Regions from separate parts of the Sus scrofa genome. Here region 2 is linked to region 1. Evidence: chromatin contacts called from public HiChIP or PLAC-seq data. All regions are on one chromosome and are shown on one strand. Each heading gives the region's core, a stretch centred on a gene start, on an enhancer-like site or on the middle of the called end of the contact. The rest is flanking DNA. Distances are from core to core; before and after follow the strand shown. Region 1 has its middle 24 kb from the start of TSKU. Region 2 overlaps ACER3 (alkaline ceramidase 3).

Evidence for each region. HiChIP or PLAC-seq counts read pairs in DNA pulled down with a chosen protein or histone mark.
Region 2: a contact with region 1 is called in an H3K27ac HiChIP or PLAC-seq map of skeletal muscle, with 5 times the contacts expected there. The contact joins two enhancer-like sites. A contact is called at or near these places in 15 of 47 Hi-C or Micro-C datasets (alveolar macrophages, embryonic fibroblasts, fetal heart ventricle and 9 more) and 2 of 2 datasets of contacts at active chromatin or transcription factors (alveolar macrophages and skeletal muscle).

Annotation. Positions count from the first base shown.
Region 1 is chr9:10,947,056-10,954,419 of Sscrofa11.1, reverse strand. No RefSeq gene overlaps it. Among named protein-coding and RNA genes, the nearest start is that of TSKU, 24 kb to the right of the region's middle. Within about 2 kb of position 2,894, at least 24 of the 83 cell types and tissues checked have an H3K27ac peak or open chromatin away from gene starts, as enhancers often do. A contact at or near this core is called in alveolar macrophages, retroperitoneal adipose tissue and skeletal muscle, where this site is marked.
Region 2 is chr9:11,052,901-11,060,264 of Sscrofa11.1, reverse strand. The region is part of intron 1 of ACER3 (alkaline ceramidase 3); the gene reads right to left. Among named protein-coding and RNA genes, the nearest start is that of ACER3, 72 kb to the right of the region's middle. Within about 2 kb of position 3,639, at least 16 of the 83 cell types and tissues checked have an H3K27ac peak or open chromatin away from gene starts, as enhancers often do. A contact at or near this core is called in alveolar macrophages, retroperitoneal adipose tissue and skeletal muscle, where this site is marked.

The sequences.
Region 1 (7,364 bases), core at 1,645-4,144:
TGAGCTGTGGTGTAGGTCACAGAAGCGGCTCGGATCTGGTGTTGCTGTGGCGTAGGCTGGCAGCTACAGCTCTGACTGGACCCCTTGCCTGGGAACCTCCATATGCAGCGGAAGCGGCCCTAGAAAAGGCAAAAAAAAAAAAAAAAAGTTTGTGCCGATGTGCTCTCTCAAGCTGGGCATGAGACACCTAATCCCCTGGCCACTCCCTTCCTTCCAGAAGGGACCACCTCCTGGAAATAGAACAGTGCCCACGGGCTCTCCACGGTGTGTTTTGTTTTTTTCCTTTTCTGCTGCACCCACGGCACAGGGACGTTCCCAGGCCAGGGAATGAATCCGAGCCAGGGCTGTGACCTACGCCACAGCTGGAGCAACGCCAGGTCCCTAACCCACGGAGCTGGGCTGGAGATGGAACCAGCGCCTCCACAGAGACAAGCTGGATCGTTAACCTGCTGCACCACAGCGGGAACTCCTCCGTGGTATTTTAATTTGTATTTCTCTGATTACTAAAGGCAATTTGGAGAGGGGCAGACCTGGGGGATTCTGGGCTCCCATGTACTCTCCTCTCTTGTCACTGGATGTATGTATGGCCCTGGACAAACCACATACGGCCTCTCGGACCCTCAGTTTTCTCTTTTGTAAAGGGAGCTAACAATGCCATCCGAGGTCCTCACAGGTTTTTGCTGAGATCAAAATATATCATGGACAGAAAACTATGACACTTACAATGGATAAAAAACAAAGTCCTACAATACAGCACTGGGACAGTATCCAATTTCCTAGGATAGGCCACGATGGAAAATAATATAAAAAATGTGTATCTATGTATGACTGGGTCATTTTGCTGTACAGCAGAAATTGGCACAACATTGTAAATCAACTATACATTAATAAAAAAATAAACAAACATATCAGTGCTTTGAGACATTACATGCTATTCATGATATAAGGCATCACTCGTTTTACTGTTTTTGTTTTTGGTTTTGGTCTTCTGTCTTTTTAGGGCCGCACCCACGGCATAAGGAGGTTCCCAGGCTAGGGGTCCAAGAGGAGCTGTAGCCCTGGCCTATGCCACAGGCACAGCAACACAGGATCCAAGCCTCATCTGCGACCTACACCACAGCTCACGGCAATGCTGGATCCTTAACCCACTAAGTGAGGCCAGGGATCGAACCCGAATCCTCATGGATGCTAGTTGGGTTCGTAAACCGCTGAGCCACGATGGGAACTCCCATTTTTACTGTTACTTTTAGCAGTTCCCTTTCCTAACTTATCAGCACTCCTGGCTGAGCTGCCAACGAGCTCAAGACTCAGTCCTCACTTGGATCCAGCTTAGACTAATGGTGTAAGGGCAGCAGGGAGAGGGTCACAGGAGTGAAATATTTGGTGTGGCACCAGCCCAAACCGACATGGAGCCCTGTGCTGGGACACGGCCCTGAACCTCAGCCTTGGGGAACACACGAAGGAGCTCCCTGAGGCCCTCAGTGGGCCAGGCCATGGGATGGGGGCTCTGAGTGTGGTGCAAACGTATTGTAAACACATTTTAATGTTAATGTCCCCAGATTCCCATGAGGGAACAGAGCTCAGAGGGTAAAAGGTCTTGGATGGGGTGATGCAACTAGAAAGTGGCAGCAGCAGCCGGGATGCAAGAGGCCCCCAACTTTCCCTGCCACCCTCATTTGAGAGACAAAATACTTTCCCTGCTGGCCTCCCCTTGTGCCTGGGAATCCCGCATAACCAAATAATCTCAGGAAAATCTCTGTGTTTCCTGTTAAAAAGCCACGGACTAGCTGGGAGCAGTGGCCCACGAGACGTTCTTGTGTTTACCTTGTGCTGAGCAGGGCCCCGTGGGGCGCAAGGAGGACACCTGCCCAGGAAGCTCAGAGGACCCAGGTTCAAATCCGCGGCCACTTGGTCGAGCAGCCTTGAGCAGGTTACCTAAGAAGAAAACACAAACTTAGGTCCGCAGGACTTTCTCTGAGGCCCAAGGCGCTTCCCAGCCCCAGAATAACCACCCTTGGCCACGAGAGCAACCAAGCAGCACGACTAGAGGCTGATCAGAGGTTGGTGGACTGGGCTGGAGCCCGGATCAACGCACGTGGACCACTGGCGGCAGGGCCCAGAGTCCCTTCCAAGGTCACGGCCAACCCTGAGGAATGAGTCAAGGAGGCTGACTCTCTGGGATTCTCTTTCTGAATCTGTAAAGTTAGCAGTCTTTTTTTTTTTTTTTTTTTTTAGGGCCGCACCTGCAGCATATGGAGGTCCCCAGGCTAGGGTCAAATTGGAGCTACAGCTGCCGGCCTATGCCACAGCCACAGCAACGCGGGATCTGAGCTCTGAGCTGCATCTGCAACCTACACCACAGCTCATGGTAACACTAGATCCTTAACCCAGTGAGCGAGGCCAGGGATCGAACCCACATCCTCATGGTTCCTAGTCAGATTCATTTCCGCTGTGCCACGACAGGAACTCCTAAAGTTAGCATTCCCTTGTACATTCTACACACCTAGTTAGTTTACTTCTGGGCTCTACTACCCAACAGGCTTGCTGTTAAAATCTATAATCTGTCATCTACCTGCTGCAGGACCTTGGGCAAATTATTTAACCTCTTTGAGCTTCAGTTCTCTCGACTGTCAAACATCTTTTGGTTCAGTGAGAACGAAATGAGGGATGAGCATTAACTAGTCATTGAACTAGAAAAAACAAAACGAAAACCCACCTGAATACACGTTAGTTTTAAAATTCTGTAAAAGCCGCAGATGGGAAGTTATTGCATCAGAGGGGGGAAGATGTGAAGGCAATGCAGTCTTGGGCGACTGTCAAAAGCCACCTGTCACCCTGGTTCTGCGTCTCTGAGTCTGCCCCCTGCGCGCTCCCCAGGGACGCCCCCACCCGCATCCCTCCCCAAGCCTGGGGCTAGAGCGTCACCTCCGGACTAGAACGAAAAGCCGCGCGGGGAGAAACGCAGGGGGAGTGCCGCTCGCAGCGCCCTCTGGTGGAGGGAGACAGCGCTACAGCCGGACGCTGTGGCCGAGCAAAGACCCGGCTGCTGCACGGGGGTGGGCCTTCTGTTTTTTGTTTTGTTTTGTTTTGTTTTGGCCTTTTAGGGCCGCACCCACGGCAGAGGAGATTTCTGGGCCAGGGGTCCAATCGGAGCTACAGCTGCCGGCCTACACCACAGCCACAGCAACGCAGGCTCCAAGCCTCGTCTGCGACCTACACCACAGCTCACCGCAAAGCTGAATCCTTAACTCGCTGAGCGAGGGACCACGTGTTGAACCTTCAACCTCATGGTTCCCAGTTAGATTCGGTTCCGCTGCGCCAGGGCGGAACTCCTGCCGCACGTTCTTGCTCCTTCTTCCTGTTTGCCTCTCAAATGGGAACTTCCAGCCCCGCCGCTGTAGCCACCTGGCGCCTTGAGTTGCCCTGGACGAGGAGCCCCTGCGGCCAGGGCTGTGTTGGGTCCGCCTCTGGGTGCCCTGCGGCCAGGACTGTGGTGTCTTTCTGATAAACACCGGGCTTAAAAGTGGCAGTGGTGGGGGTGGGGTGGGGGAATGGGCATTCCCCTCCTGGCTCAGAGGTAACACACCCAGCTCGCGTCCATGATGACGCTGGTTCGATCCCTGGCCTCTCTCAGTGAGTTAAGCATCCAGCATTGGCGTGAGCTGTGGTGTAGGTGGTAGACGCGGCTTGGATCCTGCGTGACTGCGGCATAGGCCGGGGATTTGACCCCCTAGCCTGGGAACTTCCATGTGCTGCACCAAAAAGAAAGAAAGAAAGACAGAGAAAGAAAGAAAGGAAGGAAGGAAGAAAAAGAAAGAAAAAGAAAAAAGTGGTGGGGGGCAGATCCCGAGCTTTGAGGCCTGGGCTCACGCCCTCAGCTGCCCTAATCCTTTGAGTAACTCCCTCAGCATCCCGTTGCCTTTGTTCCAGAGTTTAATTATTCCTGTTATCTCTCACCTTGTCTCCCAGAGAATGGGCTGCCCACCGAACGAATGTTCCCTGGCAGGGCTAAGCAAGCTCTCTGGGCAGGTCTACCAGCCAAGGAATTACATTCATTCTTTTTTTTTTTTTTGAACAGGAGTCACTCTACGGAGGAGTGGGAAGATGACGGGGTTGGAATAGGGCTTTGAGTTCCAGTCCCAGGTCCTCCCACTCCCTCTCTGGGCACTATTTTCCACATCTGTGAAATTATGGGCTGGTGGTTGGCCCCGCCCTACCTTGATGAGACACAGGTGTGAGGTGTCAGATCTGTGTAAACTTGATGGATTGTTGATTGATTTTGTCTGTTTGTCTTTTTTAGGGGCTGCACCTGGGGCATAGGGAGGTACCCAGTCTAGGAGTCGAATCGCAGCTGTAGCCGCCGGCCTACACCACAGCCACAGCCACGCCAGATCCGAGCCGCACCTGTGACCTACACCACAGTTCAAGCCGCATCTGGACCTACACCAGAGCTCACCGCAACGCCGGATCCTTAACCCACTGAGCGAGGCCAGGGATTGAACCCTCGTCCTCGTGGATGCTAGTCATGTTCGCTAACAGCTGAGCCACCACGGAACTCCCCGAATCTGTGTAAACTTCAAAGTGTTACCGGGACCTGATTATGCAGTACAATCACCTGGATTTATTTGTTTTTAAACCCTGAAAACAATCACATTATGTCTTATGGAAGTAAAATTCTGGTACAATTGCCAAGAAGCTGGCAAGGTCCCATGTGGACCCTCACATGGGACTCTCGCCCCTTTCAGGCCTGTCACAGCTGCCACCTGAGGGAGGGGGAAGGGACAGGGAAGAGGGTCCGGTTGTAGAACTGAAGGTGGCACGAGCTGGTTTCGGCCATAAGCAAGCTGTGCTGCCTTAGGAAAGTCCCGTAGCCTCTCTGAGTCTCCGTTTAACCTTCAATAAAACGGAGGTATTTCATTTTTTGGATGTGTCCTAATAACCAACCAGGTGCCAGGCAGCAGCATGGGTGCGAGGGAACTTTTGGGGAGCAAGGTGGGCACAGTTCTTGCCCTCTGTGTAAAGTGAAAGCTGGAAAAATAAACAAAATGACAAGTGGCACTCTGGAAGGAAGATGAGGTGCTGGCTTAGCCCAGAGGCAGTACAGCTCACATTGCCTGGAGTTGGATCGGGGGAGGTGGTCAAGGGAGGCTTCTCAGAGGAGGTGGCGGCAGGGGCAGAAGTGCACTGGGACAAGATAAGTGGGAAGTAATGAGGCTGGTGGGCTTGAGGACGGGGGAGCATTCATTGTCTCCTCCTCTGCTCCTCGGAGCATCAACTTCCATTAGAACATGTTAGCAAAAGGACGTTCGGGAGTTCCCGTGGTGGCGCAGCGGAAACGAATCCGACTAGGAACCGTGAGGTTTCAGGTTCGATCCCTGGCCTCACTCAGTGGATTAAGGATCCGGCGTTGCCGTGAGCCGTGGTGTAGATCACAGATGCAGCTCGGATCTGGTGTGGCTGTGGCTGTGGTGTAGGCCGGCAGCTGTAGCTCGGATTCGACCCCTAGCCCGGGAACCTCCAAAGGCCGTGGGTGTGGCCCTAAAAAGCCGGAAAAAAAAAAAAAATAAAGGAAGTTCTGCGCAGTCAGTCCTGAGGGGTCTGCCCTGAACCCGAGGCACACTTCCTCCAAACGCCCATCCTCCACACGTCTGTGCGAATGTCAGATTTTACTGGCGGGTGGGGCCGGTCGTGGGAATTACAGCGTTCGTGTCTGTGTTGGGGGAGAGTATTTTTAAAGCTTGAGCTAAGTATGACTTTGTCCACAGTCTGCGGGAAGTGCTAAAAAGCTACGCCTTCCCTGGGGCCCCCTGTGTTCCAGACGCTTCCGTCTTGCCTGCCCTCCTCTGACTGGTCTCACCTGCCCCCACCCAGTGCCCAGCCTCACCGCAGCCCCAGAGCCCTGCTTGTGAGTCCCTGGGGTGGGAGAAAGGGCCCTAAGGGAAGGAGGAGGCCCCTAGCAGGACAGTGGGTCTGGATCCTTTCTGTCCGGGTTCCTAGCCGGGGCTGTGGGTAGACAAGGCAGGCTCAGTGTGAGAGGTGGGACTGTCTGGGGACCTGCAAGTCACTGTCTGGGCTGTGAGGAGAGTGTGAGGCTGAGTGGAGACGGGCTGCTGGGGGGCTAGAATATAACAAGAAGGGGCGTTCCCGTTGTGGCTCAGTGGTAAGGAACTCAACTAGCATCCATGAGGACAAAGGCTCGATCCCTGGCCTTGCTCCGTGGGTTAAGGATCCAGCGTTGCCATGAGCTGTGGTGTAGATCGCAGACACGCGGCTCAGATTGGTGTTGCTGTGGCTGTGGTGTAGGCCGGCAGCTGTAGCTCCTATTTGACCCCTAGCCTGGGAACCTCCATATGCTACAGATATGGCCCTAAATAGACAAAAAATTAAAATAAAACAACTAACTAAATAAAAATACAGAATAACAAGAGCTGAGTTTATGAGTAGGGTGGCACCTCATAAATTTAAAATACCAGGCACACGTGTTCCCTTTCACCTGTTCCTCTCTGCCTGGTCTCTTCGGACTGGCGATCCTCGGGGAAGCTCTGGCTGCCTGGTTTTGTCATTCAGCACCTTTGCATCTTCAGCCGCTCACATCCCATGGCTAGGCTAGCACGTCCTTTACCAGGGAAGGCGGAGAGGGTGGAGGAGGGGCAACAGGGTTGCAGGGGTGGAACTTCCGACTTGGTGGTGTTGGTTATCCATTGCCATGTAGGCACGTAGAGGCCTTGGCACAGCAATCGTTTTATTTGCGCAGGATTCTGCAATCAGGCCTGGGATCAGCTGGGTGGTTCTTCTGCTGCTTTTGTTGCAATCACTCCTGGGTGTAAAGGGTTGGCTGGGGTCTGGGATCTGCAGGAATGGAGGATGGCTAAGCTTCTCTTTCTCTCTCTAAGGCCTGAGAACTTCTCCACAGGGTCTCACCAGACTCTCCACGGCAGCTCCAGACTCCGAGCATTGCAAAAGGGAAAGCTGCCAGACCCAGTCGGGGACGGACCCAGAGCCACTTCTATTGCATTGTACTGACTACAGCAAATCACAGGCCCCGCCCAGATGCGAGAGGACAGGTCTACACAGGGTGAGGACTCCAGACGTGGCTCATTGGGAGCCACCAGTACAACAGGATATCACATTGGTGGCGTGTGGAAAAGCCCATCTCCTCCCACTACCTTCTTCACGGGTCTCACAGTGTTCTAGAATCAACATCTTTTTTTTTTTTTTAATAGGAAATAGAACCAATCCACTTTTATTTATTTATTTTTTTGTCTTTTTGCCATTTCTTGGGCCGATCCCACGGCATATGGAGGTTCCCAGGCGAGGGGTCTAATTGGAGCTGTAGCCCCGGCCTACGCCAGAGCCACAGCAAC
Region 2 (7,364 bases), core at 2,390-4,889, 110 kb before region 1:
TAGATATAGTTTCCAGTGCTATACAGCAGGATCTTATTGCTTATCCTGGGTAGCAGCTCATTTAGCATGACTTTGCTCTTTTAAAAACGTGACAAATGAAAAAATTAAAAACTATATAAAAAAGGAGCTCCCAGGTAGACTAGTGGTTAAGGATCTGGCATTGTTACTGCTGTGCTACAGGTTTGATCCTGGCCCAGAAACTTCCACATACTGCAGGTGTAGCCAATAAATAAATAAATAAATATAGTTTTTTAAAGTGACAAATATTCATTGTAAAAAATATAAACAATCCAGGAAGTTCCTGTGTGACACTGTGCATTAAGGATTCAACATTGCCATAGCTATGGCACAGGCCACAGCTGTGGCACAGGCTGCAACTGCAGTGTAGGTTTGATCCCTGGCCCAGGAATTTCCACGGGTGCAGCCAAAAAAAAAAAAAAAAAAAGAAAAAAAAAGAAAAGAAAAAAATTTGAGGAGTTCCCGTTGTGGCTCAGTGGTTAGCGGATCCGACTAGGAACCATGAGGCTGCAGGTTCAATCCCTGGCCTCGCTCAGTGGGTTAAGGAACCAGTGTTGCCATGAGCTGTGGTGTAAGTCAAAGACCTGGCTCAGATCCCATGTTGCATGTGGCTGTGGCTGGCGGCTACAGCTCTGATTCGACCCCTATCCTGGGAACCACCATATGCTGCGGGTGCAGCCCTAGAAAAGACCAAAAAATATATATATTTTTGAACAATTCAGAAAAGTGCAAAAAAATTAAATCATTAAATATCCTAACACCCAGAAATTATCACTATTAGTATTTGCTAAGATTTACATATATTGCATGGATGAATGGATGAATGAAGAAAGAAAAGACAGTTTTATAGGATATTAGACATGTTCTTTTATTAAATTATCTTAACAAAAGAAAGTAAAACTGAATGTGAAATAACTAGAGTTCTGATTTTTACATGGCAATTTTTATAGCATATGCATCCTTGCTGTAAAACAAAGAAATTCACACTCTTAAATTTCTATCTACCTCCCTTCCACTACTTACTGATTTTTATGTTTCTTCCTCATTCTCAAGGACTATATATTTCACGTTGTCAAGAATCTATATTTAGTTCTACACACCACATTTTGCATCCTTGCTGATTTTTTTAAACCTAACAGCTTTATCAGAATATAATTCACAAATCATAAAAATAACTGTGTACAATTCAGTGTTTTTTCGTGTATTCAGAGTTGTGCAACCACCATCACAATCTCATTTTCAAACACTTCCATAGTCCAAAATGAAACCCCAGACCCATTATCTGTTACTTCCCAACTCTTCTCTCCAGAGTCCCTGGTGACCACCAATCTAGTTTCTGTCTCTGGACTTGGCCATCCTGGACATCTCATATAAATGGATTCATACAATATACAATCTTTTGTGTTTGTCTTTTCTCACTTAACATAAGGTCTTCAAGGTTCATCCACTCTGTAGCATGTATGCATTAAAAACTTCATTCTTTTTTGGAGTTCCCGTTGTGGCACAGAGGAAACTAATCTGACTAGGAAAGATGAGGTTGCAGGTTCGATCCCTGGCCTCGCTCAGTGGGTTAAGGATCCGGCAGTGCCGTGAGCTGTGGTATAGGTCGAAGAGGTGACTCGGATCCCAAGTTGCTGCACCTGTGGCATAGGCTGGTGGCTCCAGCTCTGATTAGACCCCTAGCCTGGGAACCTCCATATGCCACAGGTGTGGCCCTAAAAAGACAAAAAAACAAAAAAACAAAAAAAAAAAGAACCTCATTCTTTTTTTTTGCCAAAAAGTCCATTGTATGGATATACCACATTTTATTTATATACTTGTCAGTTGGACATCTGGGTTGTTTCCACTCTTTGGCTATTACAAATAATATTGCTATGAACATTCATATGTAATTTTTTGTGTGTATGGATGTATTTTCAGTTCTCTTTAGAATATACCTAGGAGTGGAATTCCTGTGTCATTTCATAATTCTATGTTATCTTTGTTTTTAACTTCAGGTCTCTATTTAAATGGATACAGTGTCAATCTCCAGTCTTTTTCCCATGCTATTCTTTTTTTTTTTTTTTTTTTTTTTTTTTTTTTTTTTTTTTTTTTGTTGTTTTTTCTTCCGGCATATGAGTTCCAGTAGGGTCGAATCGGAGCTTAGCCAGCCTACCAAGCACAGCACGCATCGGCATCTGCAACCTACCCAGCTCACCCGGATCCTTACCACTGACAGGCAACAACCCACTCATGTTCCTATCGAATCATTAACTGGCCACATCTGTCTTTTTTTTAAGCCAAGTTTTACTTGTTTAAATTTCATCATCCATCTCCATATTTTTTTTTCAAGGATATGTATGTGCTGTATTCCCTGACTTCTGAGTGCTTGAGAATATGTCTTTTGCCTTTAATGCAAAAGATAATTTAGCCACAAAATTTTGGGGTCTATCTTTCTTTCAAAAGTTTTTAATCACTATGCTCTCATTATTCAGACTAAAAACATCACTATGTAGAAGTTTGAAGCTAGTGTGCACTTTCCCCTGTGGATAACTGTATGGCAAGCATGCCCTACACACTACAAACATGTAGTATGAAAAGGATGGTCTTGTCAATAAAGGGTACTGGAGCAACTGGATGTTTGCAAGAGAAAAAAATGAATCTGGACCCCAAGCTCACACTTCTTACACAAAAATAAAATCCAGATGTATTGCAGATCTAAATGTGAAAAGTAAAACAGTATAACTTTTTTCTTTTTTAAACAGCATAACTTTTAGAAGAAAACATGGGAGAACAGCTAAACAAGCTTGGAAATGGCAATAAACTTTTAAAGAGAACACAGAAAGGATTAACCACAAAGGCAAAAAGACTATAAAGTCAAGAAGAAAGAATAAAAGTTTGTTTTTTTCAAAGCTGATTTAAAGAATAATAGATATGAAACTGCTTTGTAAATAAGGGATATATAAATGTCAGCTTATTTAACTTTACTGGACAAAAAGAATGCATGAAAAATTATCATAAAATGAAAACTTGGGTTAAAAAAATACTACCAGTCTGGGTCCAATCAGGAAAGATAAATCAGAGAGTAATTTGAACTGAAAAAGTTTACTATAAAAAATCATTAGGTCATGCAGTGGGTTAAGAATCTGGCACTGTGACTGCTGTGGTTTGGGTTTGATCCCTGGCCCTGGAACTTCTACATGCTGTGGGGGCGGCCAAAAAAAAAAAAAAATCGTTAATTATAAGAGGAAATTGCAGTAGTGAGAGATGGCTAGTAGTAAGCAAAGCTAACTCTAGAGAATACAGAAATAGCATATGTAAGGAACAGCTACTACGCCTAAGATGGAGATAGAAACTAAAAGGAGAGGTCCCAGCCAGGGCTGACAGCCAGACCCTTGTGGAGGGGGCATGACCAAAGCTCATCAAACAGTAGGTAAGTTACTGGGCTGCCACCCCTGAAGAGCTCAGTGAAAATCCACCCCTAGTAGCTTGTGCTTAAACTACCTTCTAGGATGCCAGGAAAAGCTTATTACATGGAGGCAGGAGCTAGGGGCCACTAGTGCTGCTGACTGCATGACTGCAGGAGCTGGCACTGGAGAAGCTGAGTAAGCTTCTGGATCTGAGCACTGGGGGAAGTTTCATAAACAGGGCAGAAGATGGATGAACCACTTGCACTGCAAGAGCCAGGCACTGAAGCCAAGCTGACACACCAGAACTAGGAAGGAAAATCCTTTCTCTTGCAGTGTCTCTCCAGTGCCCTCTACTGACCAAGCTGAACATCCAGCTAAGCTATTGAAGGAAACATTTAAAGGGCCCAGGCCCACTTTCACAGAGCATGCAATGAATTTGAATTTGAAGATGAGAGGTAATAAATTAATAACTATATCGATAACAGTTGATAACAATTATAAAACTATGTTTTCGCCAATCATTTCTGCACAAAACTATGTTTAGTGCGGGTTCCCCCAGCACCAAAATAAGTTTTAAGATGGTAAAGTAATGGGAGTTCCCACTGTGGCACAATGGAAACGAATCTGACTAGGAACCATGTGGTTGCGGGTTCAGTCCCTGGCCTTGGTCAGTGGGTTAAGGATCCAGTGTTGCTGTGAGCTGTGGTGTAGGTTTCAGACAGGCTTGGATTCCGTGTTGCTGTGGCTTTGGTGTAGGCCGGCAGCTACAGCTCCAATTTAACCCCTAGCCTAGGAACCTCCATATGCTGCAAGTGGGGCCCTAAAAAGACAAAAGACAAAAAAAAAAAAAAAAAAAAAAGATGGAAAGTAATGGATTCTTTCTTCTTTTTTTAATATTTTCTACAATATGGGTATTCAGTTTTTATAACTTAAAGTTAAAATATTGGTAATATAGATGAATGATAGAAAATAAAGGCTAAATTATTTCCACTACGGGTTTAACTGGACTTTGGAGTGCCCCAGAAAATTCAATTAAAACATTATTTTTCCAAAAATAAAAACTAGAGATTCATTCATATACCACACAATACTGTTCTAAAACATTAGGAAGTTCCCATTGTGGCTCAGCAGGTTACAAACCCGACTAATACCCACGAGGATGTGGGTTTGATCCCTGGCCTCTCTCAGTGAGTTAAGGATCCTGTGTTGTTATGAGCTATGGTGCAGATTGCAGACACGGCTCAGATCCTGCAGTGCTGTGGCTGTGGTGTAGGCTGGCAGCTGCAGCTCCAATTTGATCCCTAGCCTGGGAACTCCATATGCTGTGGGAGCAGCCATAAAAAGCAAAAAAACAAAGCAAAACAAAACAAAATTTTATAGAGGGAATCCTGTTTGGATACAGAGTTAAATGATTTTTTTTTAATCTGAAAATTATAATATTTTTATACCCACAAACACATCTTTGAATTCTTGCCCCCAAATTATAGGCAAGGCTGGTATTTCAGTAATTTCAAGATTTCTTAACAGGTAAAGCTATCTTTTACCAAGTGAAAAGAACTCAAGTATCAAAATATAGAAAAGAAGGTGGCGGTGGTGGGGGGCGGTTAATGTGCCAAAGAGTAAGTCTGAAACAACTTTGAAAATATAGTAGAAAGCTGTTTACCTCAGCATGACAGTAGATGGAGCCAGTATGCTCAGCCTCCTTTAAAGTGCTCCCAAAAGTGGCAGAACACACAAAGCCCCGGGGCAGCTGGGTTGATAATTTAGAACTCAGTCATATTTATAATTGTGTAACCACCACTTAAAAAAACAGAAACAATAAAATCTGGGGAAGCCGAAAAAGTGATCTACACTGCTTCATTTGCCACTGTGGGGAGTCCTCAGAGTCAGCAAAAAGCCAGATGAGAGAAGCAGTAACTGGTTTGAGCCTGAAAGAAACCCAGTACTTCCCACAAGGAAAGTTCATTTTGTCAAATATTTAACTACTTATGCAAATGTTCAAAAAATGTTAACTGCAGAACTTCAGAGTATTCAGAGCTGGAAAAAGACAAGATCATCTAATCTCAACTTACAGCAGACAACATTTTGTTGATACCCACTACCACCTTCCAGCTGTGAGAACTTGGGCAACTTATGCTTAATTAAGCCTAGTTTCCTGACCTCTAAACTGGGGGTGGCAGGGAGATGTTATTTAAATAATTCTATGATGAAAACAAAAAATATGACAAAATAATGCACATAAAGATCATTTCTGATAAGAGAAAGAACCAACGAACATAATACAGGAACGTCTACAATACTGCTATGTTAAGAATTAAGGAGTTCCCGCCATGGCTCAGCAGAACGAATCTAAATCTAACTAGTATCCATGAGGACACAGGTTCGGATGCCTGGCCTCACTCCTCATGGATGCTAGTCAGATTCGTTTTTGCTGAGCCACAATGGGAATTCCCCCTTAGCAGCTTTTTTTGTTTGGTTGGTTGGTTGGTTTTGTTTTTTCATTTTGATTTTTGTCTTTTTGCCTTTTCTAGGGCCGCTCCCACGGCATATGGAGGTTCCCAGGCTAGGGGTCGAATTGGAGCTGTAGCCGCCGCCTACGCCAGAGCCACAGCAACACGGGATCTGAGCCGCGTCTGCTACCTACTCCACAGCTCACAGTAACGCCAGATCCTTAACCCACTGGCAAGGCCAGGGATTGAACCTGCAACCTCATGGTTCCTAGTCAGATTCGTTAACCACTGCGCCACAATGGGAACTCCATAGCAGCTTTTAATTAAGACAAATACCAGAATAACAACAGGAAATTAATACAGGTATGTCTTACTTTAAAAAGTGATAAATACGGAGTTCCCTTTGTGGCTCAGCAGTTAACAATCCGACTGGGATCCATGAGGTTGTGAGTTTCATCCCTGGCCTTGCTCCGTATGTTGCTGTGGGCTGTGGTGTAAGCTGCAGATGCGGCTCGGATCCTGCATTGCTGTGGTGTAGGCCAGCAGTTGTAGCTTCGATTCCACCCCTACCTGGGAACTCCCATATGCCGCAGGTATGGCCCTAAAAAGAAAAAAAAGTGATAAACACAAATTCAGCTTAATTTGACAAACATTCACTAACTATTTTCTATGGGCAGAGCACTGAGTCAGGAGATGGGAAGAAAGGTTAGCAATCTTGATTCCTGTCCTGAGAAAAGATAAATATAATTTAGTGGGAAAGACAAGTAAACAGCTTGTGAAGGAAAATAACTGGACCAAAGAGGATAAAAAACTTACTTGGAGGGAAAGAACCTAAGAAGGGCTTCAGTAAGGAGATAGCACTTGAGCTATGCCTTGAAAGAGGGAAAGATGAGAAGTATTTATCACTGCCAATATAAGAATTCTATAAAAAAAAAAATATATATATATAGCACCCAATTTCCTTTGGGACACATACAGTAGCTTCAAAAACATTATTTATGAAAATTGATTTCTCATATCATTCTTTAAAAATATACCTTACACTTTCACTTTATTGCATGTAAGTTATAAAAAATATTTTAAAACCATATATAGTAAAAATGGAAATAATCATATTAAATTCAAGGGGATGTACATTTTAGGTTTGGGAAGAAAATCTAAATACAGAGTGATAATGAGATGACAGAAGACTTGGGAATCCCTACCAGTTATGGCTCAAGTAAACTCTAGCCTAAAAAGACGGAAGTTATAGGGGAAAGTAAAGACTCAGAGCAAAAACATGCATTATCTATATATGCTGCTGCTCTGAAGGTTTAAAGATGAGAACTGAACAGTGAGAATAAACAGTTAACAAATAAGCATGATGGAGAATAGTCAGAAGAACAAGGGAAGTAAGACCATCTTCAAGTCCTCAGAGAAATATTTAATGAAATGAAGATTTCAGACTTATCCAAAGGTCAGAAAGAAGTTTCCAAACCATGCTCAGGATAAAGAGGCATTACTGAAA